2 separate regions of the Sus scrofa genome follow, and region 1 is linked to region 2. Evidence: chromatin contacts called from public Hi-C data. All regions are on one chromosome and are shown on one strand. Each heading gives the region's core, a stretch centred on a gene start, on an enhancer-like site or on the middle of the called end of the contact. The rest is flanking DNA. Distances are from core to core; before and after follow the strand shown.

Region 1 (5,176 bases), core at 1,734-4,233, 66 kb after region 2:
CAAACCAAAAAACCCATATATATATGTGTGTGTGTGTGTGTGTGTGTGTGTATATAATATACACACACACACACATTAATTTTGTAGGAAAAAAAAACCTAAAAATTTGACGAGAAAGGATTTCCAGCCCCTAGTGTACACTTCCTTTATAATCCTCTCTCCTTGAGTGTGGGCAGAACCTATGAATAGGACAGAAATCAAAATATCAAGCTATGATTTTTAATGGCAAATTTATTCATTAAATTCTTAGTCATAGTCTAAAAAGATAAGGACTAGATTTGAGGCTTGAGGAAAAAACTCATGTACACCAGCTAATTCTATGTTCAAACTTTCTCAAACATCAAAATGATAGGACCACAGAAACAAAGAGTTACATCAGAATGACCAAAGATCTCTGGACTGCCTTCTATTTCTTGGAGGTCAGGTATTTAGGGTAGTGGTGCAGGCAGGCAGTCAGCATGGGAAAAGGAACTAGCCAAATTAGAGTGCCTGAAAAGGAGTTTCCTAAGATTTTTTCTAACCCCTGTAGGAGTGGCTATGAAAGTGTCCAGGTATAACTTTGCTTCCGTATAGAGCAAAATTATGCTCCTTTGCAAAGCAGCAGTATACAGAATCACCGTAAGGGTTCCAGGTACTTTACGTTCTTGTTTATGTGATCCCTCTATTTCTGAACCTCCACTTCAGAATATGCAACTCTATATCTTACCTTGCATTGGAGAGCCTAAGAGTCTTCTATTTTTGTTAATTTAGGAGCTTTCTGAGAACAAACAGGCATGACCATATTTCACCACACGTTTAGAAAGAGGTTAGGACTTTAGTTGCTATATAATCTTCTTGGCATTGGCTGAAAGAAAATAAATAAAATTTTATCCTCAAGAGCAAGTGATGCATGTAAACATATAAATATAATTCAGCATGAGAAGTGCTACAGTGGAAATATAGATAGAATTGCTACGATAGAATAGAATCCAAGGGAACTAACTCTTCCTGGGGAAGGTTTTTTGTTTTTGTTTTTGTTTTTAGGGCCACACCCACAGCATATGGAAGTTCCCAGGGTAGGTATCAAATCAGCTGCTGGCTTTTGCCACAGTCACAGCAACAAGGGATCCAAGCTGCTTCTGCAACATACACCAGAGCTCACGGCAATGCCCGATCCCTGACCCACTGAGTGAAGGCACGGATTGAATGCACATCCTCGTGGATACTAGTCAGATTCGTTTCTGCTACGCCACAACGAAAACTCCTGGGAAAGGTTTTAGGTTTGAAGAGAAATGTCATAACACATTGGAAAAAAATCATACAAAGAGAAGATTTGAAAGTTAGATACCTGACGGGAAGTGTTGATAATGGGAGAAGTTATAAATGTGTGGGAGCAGGGAGTTTATGGGAAATCTCAGGACCTTTCTCCTAATTTTGCTGTGAATCTAAAACTGGTACTGAAAAAATAAAGTCTTTTTTAAAAAAGTAAATGAATAAACAAATAAAATTAAATTTTAAGACAGTAGATATTTTTACAAACAATACCAAACAGTAAACAAAAACTAAAAATTTCTGAACTGAATCATTTAATGTGGGGAAAGACCCAGAGTTCATTGAAAAACATTTATATGTGCTAAGGGCTCATTAAGAACATTGAGGGTCATTAATCCATTGAGTTTATTTTTGTGTATGGTGTTAGAGAGTGTTCTAATTTCATTCCTTTACATGTGGCTGTCCAGTTTTCCAAGCACCACTTATTAAACAGTCTGTCTTTTATCCATTGTATATTCTTGCCTCCTTTGTCATAGATTAGTTGGCTGTAGGTGCATGGGTTTAATTCTGGGCTTTCTATCCTATTCCACTGATCTCTATTTCTGTTTTTGTGCCAGTACCATACAGTTTTGATGATTGTTGCTTTGTAGTATATAGTCTGAAGTCATGGATGGACCTAGAAATTATCATGCTAAGTGAAGTCAGTCATACAATGCGACACCAACATCAAATGCTTTCACTGACATGGAATCTGAAAAAAGGACACAATGAACTTCTTTGCAGAACAGATACTTACAGACTTTGAAAAACTTAAGGTTTCCAAAGGAGACAGTTCAGGGGGTGGGGGGATAAGTTTGGGTTGTGGGATGGAAATCCTATAAAATTGGATTGTGATGATCATTATTCAACTATAAATGTAATAAATTCATTGAGTAAAAAAAAAAAAAAAAAAAAAAAAAAAAAAAGAACAGTGAAGGTCAGGAGTCATGTTAATGAGCTTAGAGTCAGATAGCATTGCCTCGCTTTCCCCAGACCATTTTTCATGCTTTCTGTTTGGTAGGAATAACTTTGAGTAATGCTTTATTGCATGTCAGACTAAAATGACATTGATCCAAACAGATACCAACACAGAATTGCAGAGCAAGCCCCACTGAGTCAGTGCTGGCAAAGGAGGACACCAACAAAAGAACAAGTGAAGCCACAAAGTACAGGAAGTGTGTGGGCATAGGTGTGTGGGAAAGGATGTCAACACCATGAGTCAATGCCTGAGGACAGGTGGGGGTGGCCACACACACAGGCAAGGCAGAGGAAGTGGTCTCAAAATGTAAATAAATGAAAGAAAGATGAACTGAAGCACAGAAGTTAAATTTTAGGATACAGAAGGGAAGAGAAATAGAAACAATCACAGATCAAGATGTATACATTAGCAGAGATTCAAAAACAGGAGATAAGGATAATACCAGTGAGAGAGAAGGGGGGGGGAGGTTATCCACAATGGCATCCCAGGGGGCAAAACTCCAGTTTGCCTCTGGGCTTCACAAGACTGTCTGTTCAGCACGTTCTATGGAACACCATGCCCTAGAAATATTTTCCATTTTTTTTCTAGGACAAGAAAGAACTTTTCTCTGTATTTTCCACTCTTTTCTCTCTTTTGCCATCCCTCCTCCCCACTGTGCAACTTCAGCAATATTACTCTGTATCTTGAAAGCACACATATAACAAGTAACCTATTATGATCATTCCAATATTTTTAATGAATTTCATAATCATCTGATGGGGGAATTGGAACTTGCAGAAGGAACATGTTTAGCCAATTCTTTAAAGGTAACTTCTGTCACCTGGAAAGAGAGGCACATTAATTATACTCTTGTGATTACAATCCCTATTAGGACAGCCAAGAACTGGGCAAGCACTATCTGTAGCTATATTTAGCTAAGGGGCCAGTTTCCACTCTGCACTCCAGTTCAGCCTATAAAGTCAAAGAGGAATGTAACAGCAGCACCATAAGGACTCCTGAATGCAGCTATAGCATTCTGCTATGGTCAGATTTAAGAGTCTTCTCTGGCCTTTGAAGTCAAGCAGAGCAGCATGACTTCTTATAGACAGGAAGAAACTTAACTCCAGTAGAAAGAGAAAGGGTAACAGAAAAATAACTCTTTCCCCCTCTTTTTGCAATTTTAATAGTCACCTTCTTCTCTCCCTAGCCCTTACTATGAAAATTTATCTGTTTCTCCAAATGCTATAAAATCATACAATCATCTTGCAAATATGTAAACTGATCTACAAAGGCAATTTAAGCTTAATATCCTACTCACAGTGGAATCTCATCAAACAAAAAAGAAAAATAGCCCTTAAAAATGAAGGGAAAAAAATGAGATTCCTTCATTTGGCCACCAGATTTATGATAACATATTCTCTAATTTTTCTCCTAGACTAGCAGTTTCAAGCTGCAGGAAAGGGTCAGGAGACTGGGCTGAACTCCAGATGGGTAAATTATGCCTAAGAGACTTTGAAATATCACATCCCCTGGTGGAATCAAAACTAAGAGCCAATTAAATAAAGCACTTATCCAAAGGAGCTGGGAAAAGAAGTGGAAACAAAATAGCAAGTGACAGACCAAGAGAGTAGGGTCCATCCTAGCAGTACTTCCTTGGTGCAGGAGAAGGGTTCAGGGCTTTTTTGTAGGACTCGTGTTGTATGTCTACCTAGGCAGAGGACCTCCAGGAGGAGGAATCTGATGGCTTCACACTCTGACCAGTGATTTTACCAAACATTGCTTGAATCTTTTCAGTGTCTAAAACAATTACAACTTTGCTAGGCAACCCACTCCATTGTTGGATACCTCTGTTACCAAAAAATGATGATCACAAGATCTGAGTCAGGAAGTTCTGCCTTTTCTCTACCTCTCCATTATCTCACAGTGTCACATTTATCTTTCTGCAGCAGCAGGCCTTGCCTTAGTTTTTATTCTTCTTTCAATCCAATATCTTTTATTATTCTTAGTTGTCTTTTTTTTTTCTCCAAAGTGAGCTCTTGCTGGATTTTTACTTTCCTCAACTGTTTATCCAGGTATCTGACACCCCTTTTTAGATTCATTATTGATGCTCATTTTGCCATCCTGAGTGTGGGTCCATTAAAAAAGCTTAGCTAGTAGGTGTTCTTTGTGCAGCCACTTAGTTTCTAACTAGATCCTTTCTTTTCCCTCTCATAGAATTTTTTTTTTTTTTTTTTTTTTTTTGTCTTTTTTTTGTTGTTGTTGTTGCTATTTCTTGGGCCGCTCCTGCGGCATATGGAGGTTCCCAGGCTAGGGGTCGAATCGGAGCTGTAGCCACCGGCCTACGCCAGAGCCACAGCAACGCGGGATCCGAGCCGCGTCTGCAACCTACACCACAGCTCACGGCAACGCCGGATCGTTAACCCACTGAGCAAGGTCAGGGACCGAACCCGCAACCTCATGGTTCCTAGTCGGATTCGTTAACCACTGCGCCACGACGGGAACTCCTCATAGAATTATTTACAATTGTATTCAGAACTTTGTTTTTCAAGTGTTCAAACCCTTTGGGCCATAGAATAATATTTTATTAGAGCACTTATTATGGAAGCAGAGATAAGATTGCATCTCAGTGAAAAAGGTAGACCATAGATCCTGAAGTGCACAGAGAACCTGTGTTGATGGTCAAAATGAATACTACAATAGATGTTCCCTTTTAGGTAGCCCCTCAGGAGAGTTACTGCATAGAACAGGAGTACATCAGTACCACATGACAAGTGGAAGCTGAGCTGGGCTCACTCAGAAGTTACATGGTTTGCTTTTGCTGACCAGGCTTTCAAGATGAGTGATTCTAATTTTGGCTTCAATAAAATCACAACTTTCAATGAATCATGGATATTTGGGTGACTTTAGAGAGGTTAAAATCACAAATGT
Region 2 (5,345 bases), core at 517-3,016:
TGTGCTTGGTAACTGTGAGGAATACAAAGATGCATGGATCTTTGTATTTCCTAGACCCATAGAATGGTCTATTTCCTAGACCCATAGAATCGCAGAACTGAAAATAAAGGCCCTTTAATTGAAACAGATTTAAATCACTTTGAATTCATATAAGTCTTTCAAAGTCAAACCTCTTTTTAAGGGTCCTACTGTACAGTCTATGCACCTAAAAATAACAGTCACTGACATTCTGAGACCATGAACCCTAATGACCATTTCACATACATTCCTTACTCTCATCATCACAGAGTCCCTCTAAGAGAGGTATTACTATTCCTTCTTACATATAAGAAAATTGAGGCCTAGAAAGGTTAATCAGTGATAAGGCTGGTCTGTGCACGGAAATCTGACTTTAAAGCCCACACTAATATTAGCCCACTCTACTTCCTCTAATTTGCTTCATACCAAAATATAGTGAAAGCTGGTATGTGGGACCATCTTTACAACACAGGTGCATAACAGATACCCTGTGTTTCCCCTAAAATCATAGTGGGTAGGACAGTCATGGAAACCTGTTCCCCTTATATTCCACTCAGAAAATTCTGATCTTTTAAAAAATTACAAAATGGGATTGGGGGAGGGATGATCTATTTTTCTACACACAGTAGTAAAATGGATCCCTAAGGCAGGCAGGGTTGCCTTGTGGAGATGACATGGAACAGTTCATTTTTGGACAGCTGTCATAAGGTAGTGGAAGGCAGTAGAGCACATTTTAGTGAGTCCCAGATCTGCCACTTACTAATTGTGTGACCTTGGACAAAGCACAGCCTCTCAGAGGCTCAGCCTCCTCATTCATGAAATGGCCGTCACAATGCCCACCTCAGTCCTCTTTTGGAACTCAATAGAATAACTCATACAAATCAATTAGAAAATGGCAATTTCTATAATATAGGCTATTTTAAGTTTTAAATTATTTCCAGTTCCATGAAGATTTCCTTTAAGTAAAATTATACTTTCCTATTCTATCTCCCTGCCTCTCACTGTGCCATTTTTCTCAGAAAGCCATGGTTTTCTATGTTCAAGAATAGAATGTGATTTCTTGGTGACAAATCATTCAAACAAGTGGGTAAAAAAAAAAGTTCTATGAAAAAGAGACCAGGATGCTCCAGTCAACAGTGAGTGGCATTTGTGACAGATGCTCTGGAGCAGCACCACCTTCTCACCAGTGGTCTCAGGAATCCTGAGCTAGGGTGGCAGGCAAATCCTGCTGTTTCCTCCTGGTTTTCATCTCCGCAGGCTAGTGGTCAGGGAAAGAAAACTTCTCCACTTGCCTGCGGCGGGAGAGGCCTAATTACCATGCTTCTGATTTCCCTCTGGAAGGCTGGCGCCAAGGCCTGAACTCAGCTCCACCCCAATTCTCCAGAGACACAAGCTCCTGGAAAGCCTCGGCTGTCACCCTTCCCCCACCACACACACAATCTGAGAACACAGACGGCTGTCAACACCAACCCTGGCCTGGCCAACACCCCCACTCTGAGACCAGGATGGAGAGGCAGGAAGACAGTAGGTGACTGGCAGAGACACAGTTTTGCACAGAATGCCTCATGGAGCTTTGACCAACCTTATTTTAAATATTCCTTTCACACGTATATTCTGCCACTGCATTGACAGTTTTTCCCTGGTGAGCAGGCCCCAATTTTCATATTTCTTCTTGCTTTTAGAGAGCTTGCCTTATAGAAAAAATGATCCCCTCCCCTGACCCTGTCTGTTATTACTCCTGAGAGCATTCCTGACTAAGGCTGTTTCCAGCCTCCATCCCCTGCTCCCTCCCTCTAATGCCTTGAGAAGCTATACAGTGCAAACTCAGAAAATATTTCATCCCCCTTAGGAAAAAGCAATTTGAATGTCTTAGCAAAGAAAATCACTTCAAAAGCATTTGATTCCATCCACCCCCTCCATCAGCCTGAGAAGCCTGGAAATGAAGCCATATTCACAGTAGAGACACCATCAAGGAATAAATCAACACCCCAGGGACTGCAGCAAGGGGTGCTCTGTTGCATAAATACCTAGCCACAGCCTCTTAAATGGAGCTGGTTTAACAAGATCATAGGGCTTTCCTCTGGCTTCTAATCCCAAGGACTCCCCTTACTTACCAGAAGAAAAGATGCTTGTCCACAGCATCTTTCTCTCTGGTGTCTGCAGATTTTATCCATATGGTTTCCTCTTCTCTTTCACAAAATGGATAATGCTGACACTGCTAAATAAGAAGAGGCTCCAGTGGCACCTGTTACTAGCATCACATAAATCTATAGCATGGTTGGTTCTGACCACCTGCTACATTGCCAATTTGGTTTTCTTTTTTCTTTCCTCTTCTTTTCTTCTCTTCCTCCCTTCTCTGCCACCCTCTTTTCTTCCATTTTTTCCTTAGAAAAGAGTGGAGGTAAGGAAAAGGCCAGAAACCATAATTACAATAAAATTATGACCTGTTTCTTTCAGATCACTGGCTCCAATTAGCCTTTAAAGCAAGCACCAATCTTGATGGCTCCTTTTGTGAAAGACTGTGGGTTTTGTGACTGGGAGAGAGGGGAAACCATGATCCATGAACCAGTGACATCAACAGCATCTGGGCACGTGCTTAAAATGAAGACTCTCAGGTCCCATCCCAAACCTACTGAACCAGAGTCTGCACTTCAACAAGATTTCCAAGTGATTCGAATGCCGTGAAGGTTTGAGAAGCACTGGCCTATGGGATAGTGATACATTACATCTGCCTTCCTGGAGTTTTCCTCACCATAAATCCACACTAAGTCACAGGGAACAATATCCGCTGCTCTGTGTGTAATATTACCAAGCTTAGTGGGTCCACTTACAATATATGTAAAGATCTCTGCACAGCCTCAGAGCTGCAGGGGGCTGAAATGTAGGGAACTCAAATACTGAGAAGGGGCCCCTAGGCTCTCTGCCCCTGGAAGTTAGTGCTGCCCAGTAACTCAGCTTCAGCTGAGAAAAGACTCTCCAGGAGAACGGGTTGCCCCAAACCCAGGTCTTATCAGCTACTCCACAGCCTGTAAGGCCCTGCTGACTCTCGAATCATAGGAACAACCCCAGACCAAAAATCAGCAGATTTAGGTTCAGAGTCTCCTTCATTTCATCCTGGTTTGTAACAAATTACTAGATTTGCCCTCAGCTTCTTCAACTCTACAGTGAGACTAGTAGATAAATACCAGCTTAGCCTGCCACGTAAGTTAGTTGTGAGGATCAAATAAAATATTTCAAAAACTCTGCAAATCAGAGAAGTACTCAATCGTTATTATTGTTAATTAGTATGGAATCATAGAACTGAGGTAGCTTCTAATCTGAAGAGGCAGCTTCAGATTAGGAGGGAATTAATAGATCCAATCTCCTTCCTTAAACAAGAATCCTTTCTTGCCAGTAAGAGGAATTACCAGCTGACTCTCTCCTTTCAGTCCTATGACCTCTGAAAAGGGGGGGAAAAGTAATAAAAGAATGGCTAGGTGTCTGGGTAGACCACATGGATAAATGAACATCTATTTAGTATGGATATGGTGTTAGGTATTTTCAAATATGTTATATCAATGCTCACAAGAGTGAGAGCACACAGACATTCTGGGGAGGATGCTGTGATATACTGTCCCCTTCAGGAATGAAGGACTTATTCTTTTAGCTGCTGAGAGAGCTGCTGGCAGCAAGGCCTCAATTGTCAGCCCCCTTTGAGGGTTACTTTGACTAAACAGAGCTCCTTCATCCTAGATTGCATCCAATGACTGCTCAACACAAGGGTATCAAGGCCTACCCCTCGTTCCAACTCAGGATGTTTCTGAAGTCTCACCCCATCTGTGTTTTCCACTGAGACTGCGTCAAAGCTCTACTTGTCCCTCTGCTTATTCCTGCTTCCTTCCTTTCCCTTTCATTTGAATCCATCCCAAGAGCACTCCCAATAAGCCATCTGCTTGATAATCTCCATCTCAGAGAGCCTGCTTCCCAGAGAACCCAACCTGTGATACATCCTCATACTAAATTCTTACATTTTGAGACTATTTTGTCAACCACGCACATTCACAGACAGCCTTGGGATTGAGACCATCAGAGATTCACAGGGAAATAGAAAATATCCTACCAAAACTGGAAGGAAACTTGAAGATCATTTCATTCAATCACTTCATTTAATAGAAAAGACTGAGTTTAAGTAATTTGACCAAGGTCACTGTGCTAGTCAGTGGCAAAGCCAAAACCCAACTCCTGGTCTTCTGACTAGTGATCCAGTATTTTTTGTATTATACAATGACATTGGCCAAGAAAGAGAAAAGGCCTATATCTAAATCTGAGGAAGAACACAGCAATCTACAGCAACTTACGAAGAGAGCAACAAAGCATTCAATGAAAAACCGTCCTGCACTAATTTTTGGCATATTTTCAAAAACAGATACATTAATATTTTAAAATATTGATTTTCTATTCTTCCTCCCTTACGATAAATAACCCGATATATAAGTTTGCCCGGGCTAACATCCACTTTTGGTGACATATTTGGATTGGAAGATAACGAGACAAATTCAACAGGCTCTGTTCTGGGATCCCAAAGGGCCAGTTTTCTTCTGTTTATCCACACTATCCTATGTTCTGGAATTTGTACTGACCACAGCTGATTATGATTATACTTTACGACTCTGTATCTTCACTAAACTATGAGTTCTTTTTAGTCAGGTGCTATGGTTACTCACTTGATAGCATGCATATGATCAGTACTCAATTAATGTTTGCCAAATACATAAGTAATTGAATGGATGACCAATGTTGAGGTCTCCTCATTTTTTCCTCAAAATATCTTTTCCATAAAAACATTATAGGGCCTAAAGATCTCATAGGAGTTCAGACCAGAAAAGGGCTTTTAAGAATTATCTTGTGTTAACCCAATACATTTTACATAATAGGAAAGGAGGCCAGAGGTTGAAGAAGTGGGAGAACTGTGACCTTATGCCATTAAAAGAATCACTTTTTTTTTTTCTTTTCTAGGGCCACACTCGTGGCATATGGAGGTTCCCAGGCTAGGGGTCTAATCAGAGCTGTAGTCACCAGCCTATGCCAAAGCCATAGATAGCAACCCGGGATTCGAGCTGCCTGTGCGACTACACCACAGCTCACAGCAACGCGGGATCCCCAACCCACTGAGCAAGGCCAGGGATCAAACCTGCAAATTCATGGTTCCTAGTCAGATTTGTTAACCACTGAGACACGACGGTAACTCCAAGAATAATATTTTATTTGGGCTAAATCCTTAAAAGGAATAATTAGGATCCAAAGTTTTATTAGTCTATTTTTTTTTTTTTTACCTCCCCTAGGTAAGG

What was found. A called contact is a pair of places that touch in the nucleus more often than the background predicts.
Region 1: a contact with region 2 is called in a Hi-C map of fetal heart ventricle, with 1.7 times the contacts expected there. The contact joins two enhancer-like sites. A contact is called at or near these places in 2 of 47 Hi-C or Micro-C datasets (fetal heart ventricle and heart right ventricle).

What each region holds. Positions count from the first base shown.
Region 1 is chr13:144,716,763-144,721,938 of Sscrofa11.1, forward strand. It overlaps LOC106505799 (a long non-coding RNA gene), which reads right to left. Exons shown (of 4, transcript XR_002338135.1): 3 at 707-844. Among named protein-coding and RNA genes, the nearest start is that of SEM1, 90 kb to the left of the region's middle. Within about 2 kb of position 2,984, at least 7 of the 83 cell types and tissues checked have an H3K27ac peak or open chromatin away from gene starts, as enhancers often do.
Region 2 is chr13:144,651,630-144,656,974 of Sscrofa11.1, forward strand. The region is part of intron 3 of LOC106505799 (a long non-coding RNA gene); the gene reads right to left. Among named protein-coding and RNA genes, the nearest start is that of SEM1, 25 kb to the left of the region's middle. Within about 2 kb of position 1,767, at least 4 of the 83 cell types and tissues checked have an H3K27ac peak or open chromatin away from gene starts, as enhancers often do.